Regions from separate parts of the Oryza sativa genome. Here region 1 is linked to region 2. A link is a contact called in public ChIA-PET data. All regions are on one chromosome and are shown on one strand. Each heading gives the region's core, a stretch centred on a gene start, on an enhancer-like site or on the middle of the called end of the contact. The rest is flanking DNA. Distances are from core to core; before and after follow the strand shown. Region 1 holds the start of LOC107276829. Region 2 holds the start of LOC4325843.

Region 1 (3,614 bases), core at 917-3,416, 45 kb after region 2:
TCAACAACTTAAGAGTTATAAATTGACTTAAACATTGTCCTAAACGATTTTCCTTACGAGTACGAACAGAGTATCATATCTTTATATCAGGCTGAACACAATTTAGCTTTAATCAATGTAGTAATTCTCATCAACAAGCTAATGAACACAATAGCCCGGGGCCAAAAAAAAAAAAAAGGTAATGGACACAAATAAGCTTAGTTAGCAGAAGTGAGTGCTCGATCTTCAGATAGCCATATTAGATATGAACATGTACAATTTAGTTCAACTTAATTAACCCAGCTGATGGGAATCAAAACATTACTACTGATTTACTTAATTAGTGGATTGCCAGTGCCAAAATCCCACTACTATTTACCAATACTACTACGTATGGATCATTGGGTACCACTACGATCGAGCACGCATGCTGCAGCTGCCGTTCAATCAGTAGCCGAAGAAATCTCTCCTACGGTGGTCGGCGGCGGCAGCTGGCGGCGGCGGCAGAGCCAGCTGCTGGTGGTGGTGGCGGTGGCAATGACCGGCGGCGAAGCTGAAGCAGTGGTCGAGGTCGAGCACGTCGACGGCAGCCGCCCTCCTCCGCTTGTAATTCTCCTTGAAGCACGCCTGCCTCAGCTTCTTGGTCCTCTCCGTCAGCTCCACCGCCGGGTTCCTCTCCATCAGCGCGCAGCAATTCTCCAGCGCCTCCAGCTCCCGCCGCATCGCCGCCGCCGACATCCCCTTGCTCCCCATCTCCTGCACGCCATGGACGGACGGTGCAATGCAAGCAAAGCAAGAACTGAATTGGTCTGGAGGAAGAAGACGAAGACGAGGCTGATCGAGAAGGTTCTAGGGGTTAGGTTGATGCGTGCCTGGACGTTGAGGATGAGGGACTTGAGGCTCTTCATCTTCCGGTGAGGCCACCGGGCGACGCCGAGCTCGCGGCAGCGCTTCTTGAGCACGGTCAGCCCCACGTTCATCTCCCTCGCCGCCTTGGTGATTGGCATGTAGAAGTACCGCCTCAGGTCCTCGAATCCGATGTGGTCCAGCCGAGTCTTCCCGCCCGCCGTCGCCGCCGATGATCCGTCGCGGCGGCTCCTCGTCACGCGCGGCGGCGGCGGCGGCGGTGGAGGAAGAGGAAGAGGCGTCAATGTCGTTGCGGCTGATGTGATGATCTTTGGCTTCTGCTCCTGCTCCTGCTCGGCGGCGTGACGTCGCATGCCCATCTCGTAGCTCTCGACGATCACCATGGACAGGGAGTCGTCGCCGGCGAGGGCGGCGTCGTTGCGTTGCTTGGTCACGTCGAACTTGACGTCGTCGTCCTGCGTGCCGAAGTGGTGGGCGCCGCCGCCGCCGACCGCCGGGAGCGCGATCGCCGCGTCGAGAGTGTGCTGGGGACTGGGCTTGGGCTCGCCGACGCCGACGACGACGTCGCGCGCGTCGGCGAACGCGTCGAGGTCGATGTCGGTGAAGGGCATCCTCAGGAGCTCGTCGTCGTGGCTGCCGCCGCCCGCCGTCGCCGCCACCGCCACCGCCACCGCGGGCAACGTCGAGACGAACTGATCAGGCTCGAGCTGAAACTGCTGGTACATGTAGTGGTCGACGTCGGCGGCGGCGGCGGCCGACGCGGCCACCGGCAGGTAGCCGGCGGCCATCTCCATCTCCTCGTCCCTGATGACGACATGATCAAAACCGTTCAAATTCTAGGCTGTAATAAATCCATCGAGTTGCAGAAAGAAAGAAAGAAGGTGAAGAAATGATGATGTTCACCTGACAACGAGATCGGCGGTCATGCAGGCGCCGCCTATTCCGGCCACCGCGCCGCCATGATCGCCGGCGGAGTGCAAGAGTACGTCATCGTGATCACTACACGAGACGATTCAACAACAATGTCAGTTTCATGTACTACTACACTCCTACTCGTGAATTCTACAAAACCAAAAATAACCAAAGCGATGATGAAATGAAATGCACTGACCTGAGGAGGAGAAGCTGCGACGACCACGAAGAAGAAGAGGAAGAACACGGCGGCGGGATGGCGGCGAGTGGGTTGAGCCAGTCGCCGCCGATGCTGCCGCCGTAGTAGCAGCACTCGTGCATCTCCATCATGATCGATCGATCGACGACGGCAGTTGGCCACTGAAGCTACCTAGCGAAGAACGTACTGCAAATTTAGCCTGATTGATGGTATCGATCTCAGAGTTGCCGATGGATGCTGAATAGTGCGCCTATTTATATACACACACAACCAGACGCGTAGGAATACTAGTATACTCCTACATATGTGGATGTGTGTGTACAGTAAATCTTGAAAAGAGATTTCGCATGATGGGGGAAAAGATGGCGAGATGAGCAAGAAGCAGCAATTAATGTGTAGATTTGGTGGATCAATTGCATGATGCGTTCGTGTATTCCCGAGCCGATCGAGGATTGATTGATCATTTCCACTGAGATTCATCGGCGGCGCGTGCACAGGATAAAATTAAAACGCTTTCAGATAAGACGATGCAGGTAATAATTAACCAACCTGTTTGCTTGTTTAAAAACGCACGCGTCCACTACCTCACCATCGACGGATGGATGGATGGATGGATATGACCGCCTCGGTAACTAACGCCTGCATGCATGCATGATATGATGGATGCGTCCGCGCTTGACTGACGTCGTGTGCGGCCGCGCGCGGCGGAGAGACGTGTGACGTGTGCACGTACACACACACATCGGATGCGCGTCATCGTCGATGGATGGGTGATGGATATGGGCGAACGTGTGAACGTGCCTGCCGGATGATGACGGTGTATGCCCTCAATTTGCTGGGCTTTAGTCTATTGGGCTACAGTTGGGCCTTTCGGGTCAGATGTGCTTTCGGAAGCATGGCCCGGTCGACTTAGATCAGGCCCAGTGATAACACTAACTGCACATTCCGCATTGAATAAGTAATAAGTCTATCGTCCGTCCCTCATCTTTCCGTCGAGTTTGTATCGTGGTCCTCGACCGCGCGCAGAACCGGGTACAATGCATCCCTCATCTCCCAAAACTAGTGTAAACGATGTCCTAAGGAAATATGGAGGATGGTTTTTAGCTTACATGGTGCCTACGTACTGACCTTAAAAATTAGAAATAAATAAAAATTATAAGTGTGCCTCACACATGAGTGACATTGCAGTCTTAACCTCCCCTCTCTATCCTATTCCCCCCATCTTTCTTGTAGAGCAGGGACGAGGGGGAGGAGCTTCAGTAGCCACCATGGCGGGACCGTGCCGACATTGATGTCAGTTATGCGCATCCGCTAGGAGCATCAGATAGTCGCACAGGAGTCCATCCCCACCAAGCGCTAAAGGGAGGTATGGAGGGAACATGTGGAGTTTGTCGAGTTCGCCGGTAAATAGCATGGCTTCTTTGAGGTGGACCCCCAGCGGTGCAGTGCCTCCAGAGCTCTAGGAAAAAAATTTCAATTCCGCTTAAGTTTCTTGCTGTAAAGTTCGTTATTTAACTGTTACTGCTCATGTGTTTCTGAGAAGTTTTGAGAGGATGGTTTGGGTTCAAGAAGTCAGAGGAAGGGGATGGATCCGGCGTTGCTAGATGACATCACCCAGAGGCTTAGTGTGACATGCGGCCCAATTTTGATGGCCCGT
Region 2 (3,643 bases), core at 654-3,153:
GATCTGTGGGGGGTGGTTGATTCACAACAAGCTTGTCCATTTCATTCTAGACTCCAATACTGATTCGTCTCTCCGAACGGAACAACGCTATCTGTCACTGTATAGGAGGATCACCAGCTTGTCGTTATGAGATTTTTACAGTATAATAATACAGTTTTAGTACTATTGTATAGTAATATTCTTTTTATGGAATTTAATTTGTAATAATGGTAAAAAAATATAATTGTTGAATACTTGAATCAAAATCTGACATAGATAAATGGATTCATAGGTACGGTGAATCATCTCAGACGGTATTGATAGGAACGACCAGAATTAATTAGTACTCATATTGTCCTTTCATGCTAAAATATAAGATATTAAAGTAAACTAGAATACATCTTATCTTACTATTACAAATTTAAATAGTCTTAGTACTAGAATTTATAATATTAGGATGGGTTTCATTCAATACTAATAACTTATGTTTTGGGCCGAAAGAAGTAGTAAGGATCAAAATACTACACGGTCGTCTGCATACAGTTATGGATAGCCAAATGGTACATCCCGGTCATTTCCTATCATTATCGGAAGAGAATTGACATATCGATCCGTATCTTTTTTTAAATGCTCTTGCGGATCTTTGAATTTTATACGTGAATTCAGAAAAAAGTTAAAAGAAATAACATAACGTAAATAGGAACCTGTAATAATTAAACAGAGTAGAATTGCTGGATCTATATCATTGCGGGCAAATCAAGTGGCTTATATGTTTGGGAGTCAACAACAAGGGTCCAGCTAGACTGGTAGTCTAGAGCGCATATCCGTAGTGTGTGTGACGCGACTATGTAAACCCAACAAACCATGGACGTCGATGACGACGAGGTGGAACGACTGATGCTTATGCTCACGCTCAGAAATAGTCGGAAACAATATCATCTCTTCGAAAATAATTCTTTGACTATTTAATGGTGATTGTAATATGGTGTTAAAATAAATTAGAAAATTAAAATAAAATTATGCATCAGTATAATTAAAAACGTTCAGCGAAGTGAACATAACTTAATTAGTTTGGTGTCTTGCGGTGAAACAAGTCTATCTAGTTTCAAATTCTAAGCTTAACATGGATGCTCGTATTTACAACTATTTATTTTTTAGTGGTAAGCGACGTATCTATCAATAATATTTATGCTCTTATCGTTGTTACGACCCTCCAGGGTTGTAATCTTGTAATTTTTTTCCTACTCTATCAATAGAACTTCGCACCGTCTCGTACGAGTCGTTAAAAAAAATAATATTTATGCTCTTAATAGTAGGCGACGTACCTTAGTGAGGTGCTCGTAGTGACTTCGTCAATATCAAAATATATCAGTCCAGTCTTTTAAAATCATGTGTTGTCCTGCGTTTTTGACTGTGCTTCTTAAAAAAAAAAAAAGAAGAAGAACAAGACCAAGAAGCAACGTTCGAAAATGGTATCACTTATACGTTAGACGCTGCTCCGTCGTCGGTAGAGAGTTTGCATGACCGACCTGTAGCGAGAGCAAAGCTAGAGCAGTTACGCGCCGTGCCTACCCGTGTATCACCGCGATGAGGTACAGTACGTACCTCGCTACCGACCGACCGACCGACCGCCGCGCGCGTACTGGCTACACACACATACGCGCGGCGACAGCACGCACGGGGCACCGCCACCGCGACGCGACGCGCGCGGGGGGAAAGCTACCGTACGCGTACGCGCCCGTCCCTTCCCTCGCCGGTCCGCATGCCGCTGTCGCGTTGAAACCTTCAAACGCCGCCCTCTCCAACTCCAACAGTGGAGCGCGCACGCACGCACGCTGGCTCTGCTCTGTGCCGTGCGCATCATTCCATCGGTTTCTCCACCCAGCCCGGCCCAACCCCAAGTCCCCAACCCCCGCTCGTGGTTGGAAATTTTGGACTCCCACGACGTCGCGGTCACGCACGACTCCCATTTATCACGGTCACGCGAGCCCCCCTTCACACGCGCTACACGCTCCTCCTCCCACTCCCCGCTCCCCCGCACCATTCGTCTCGTGCAAGTGCAACCAGCCACTTGCGTGATGATATATTGACTGCTCCATCTCTCGTCTCGCGCTTCACTCCACATCTGTTTCCATCGCGAGCCACAGAGAGAGGGGGAGAGAGTGTGAGTGTGAGATCACAACTACTGTAGTGTTTGTGTGTGCGTGGGATGATGGGGACGGAGGCTACGGCGACGACGACGGTGAGCGGCGGCAGTGGCAGGGCGGCGCCGGCAGCGCTGTGCCTGCAGGCGGCGCGCGGCGCGTGGTCGCGGACGAGCAAGGTGCTCGACGTCGACGCCGCGTCGCCCACGGCGGCGCCGTCGCTCGGGTCCTCCGTCGGCGTGCCGTTCCTCTGGGAGGAGGCGCCCGGGAGGCCTAAGGTGGTGGTGGTCGCGCCAGAACACTTCGCGCCGCCGCCGCCGCTCGCTCCGGCTGCCGACGAGAGGGCACCTGTTTCTCACGGCGGCGAGGCTGCGCCTGCGAGCGGTGGTGACCGCGGCGACGGTGACAAGGCGCGACACGTCGTCGTGCCGCTCAAGCTGCCGCCTCGGTTGCAGGCTGCAGCGGCAGCCGCGGCGGCGGCGGATTCGTCGCTCTCCCCCAACACCGTGCTGCACGGCCCCTACGGTGGAAACAAGCCGCCGAGGCCGCTGACGAGGAGCGGGAGCACGGCGAGCCACCGGAGGAAGCCAAGCGCCGTCGGGGTGAGCCTCTGGAGGAAGGCCACGGCGGCGGCGAGAGGCAAGAAACACGACTACGACGCGGCGGCTCTGGACGCGTCGTGCCGCTCTCCGGCGTCGTCGTCCTCCTCCTCGTCATCCTCGTCGTCCTCGTCGATGTCCTACTTCGCCGACGACGACCACCGGAGGAAGGCTGACGGGCACGGCGACCCGGAGCCGGAGGCCGACGGCGAGGAGTGCGGCGCCAAGAGCACGGTGAGGATCACGCGGTTCAAGAGGAACAAGAGCCTCCCGAGCGTGAACACTTCGCACCTGTGGGTACGTGCGGTTTCCCGCCTTCCTCTGCTTTTTCTCTATGCGTTTGCTCTGTTTCCCGCAACTGAACTTGAACTCGATGTCCGAATGCGATTTTTTTTTACTCTGTTCTTCATATTACAGATTTTAACATGGAACTCCAAAAAATATTTCTGAGAAAAAATATTCTATTGTATGTGTTGTAATATTACTAGTTTATACTATTTCGTTCTAAAATATTCTAAAATATAAGAGATTTTGTCTACACATTTTGTATTGCTAATTTTTTTTTTATATTTTAAGACTCATTTAGTTATTACTATCGATTGGTTTCTAGAGAGTTTTTTTTTAGAACAAAATATGGGGTCAACAAGACATAACTTGTGCTGATTATCAATCAATAATTTTTTTTTGCGGGAGATTATCAATCAATAATTAAAAAACGATTTTCTTTAGTAGGGATTTTTGTGATCGACAAATCTTATGTGTTATTTTTTATATGATTCTTTGGGGTTAACAATGGACAGCACACATATATCATGTTTATAAGCACTAGAGATCTGAAAACCTGGATAGTTGTCTAAACTCTAAACTCTAAACAAGCACACTTCACACATCTTGCATTTTTTTTGGCAGTCTTGTACACAT

What was found. ChIA-PET counts read pairs in DNA pulled down with a chosen protein or histone mark.
Region 1: a contact with region 2 is called in an H3K4me3 ChIA-PET map of leaf, with 4 times the contacts expected there. The contact joins the promoter of LOC107276829 here to the promoter of LOC4325843 in region 2. A contact is called at or near these places in 3 of 4 datasets of contacts at active chromatin or transcription factors (leaf and seedling).

What each region holds. Positions count from the first base shown.
Region 1 is chr1:21,275,301-21,278,914 of ASM3414082v1, forward strand. LOC107276829 reads right to left here and starts at 2,167. Exons shown (of 3, transcript XM_066306819.1): 1 at 1,958-2,167; 2 at 1,750-1,845; 3 at 199-1,650. The coding sequence starts at 2,088. The coding sequence ends at 660.
Region 2 is chr1:21,230,876-21,234,518 of ASM3414082v1, forward strand. LOC4325843 reads left to right here and starts at 1,904. Exons shown (of 2, transcript XM_015770679.3): 1 at 1,904-3,019. The coding sequence starts at 2,189.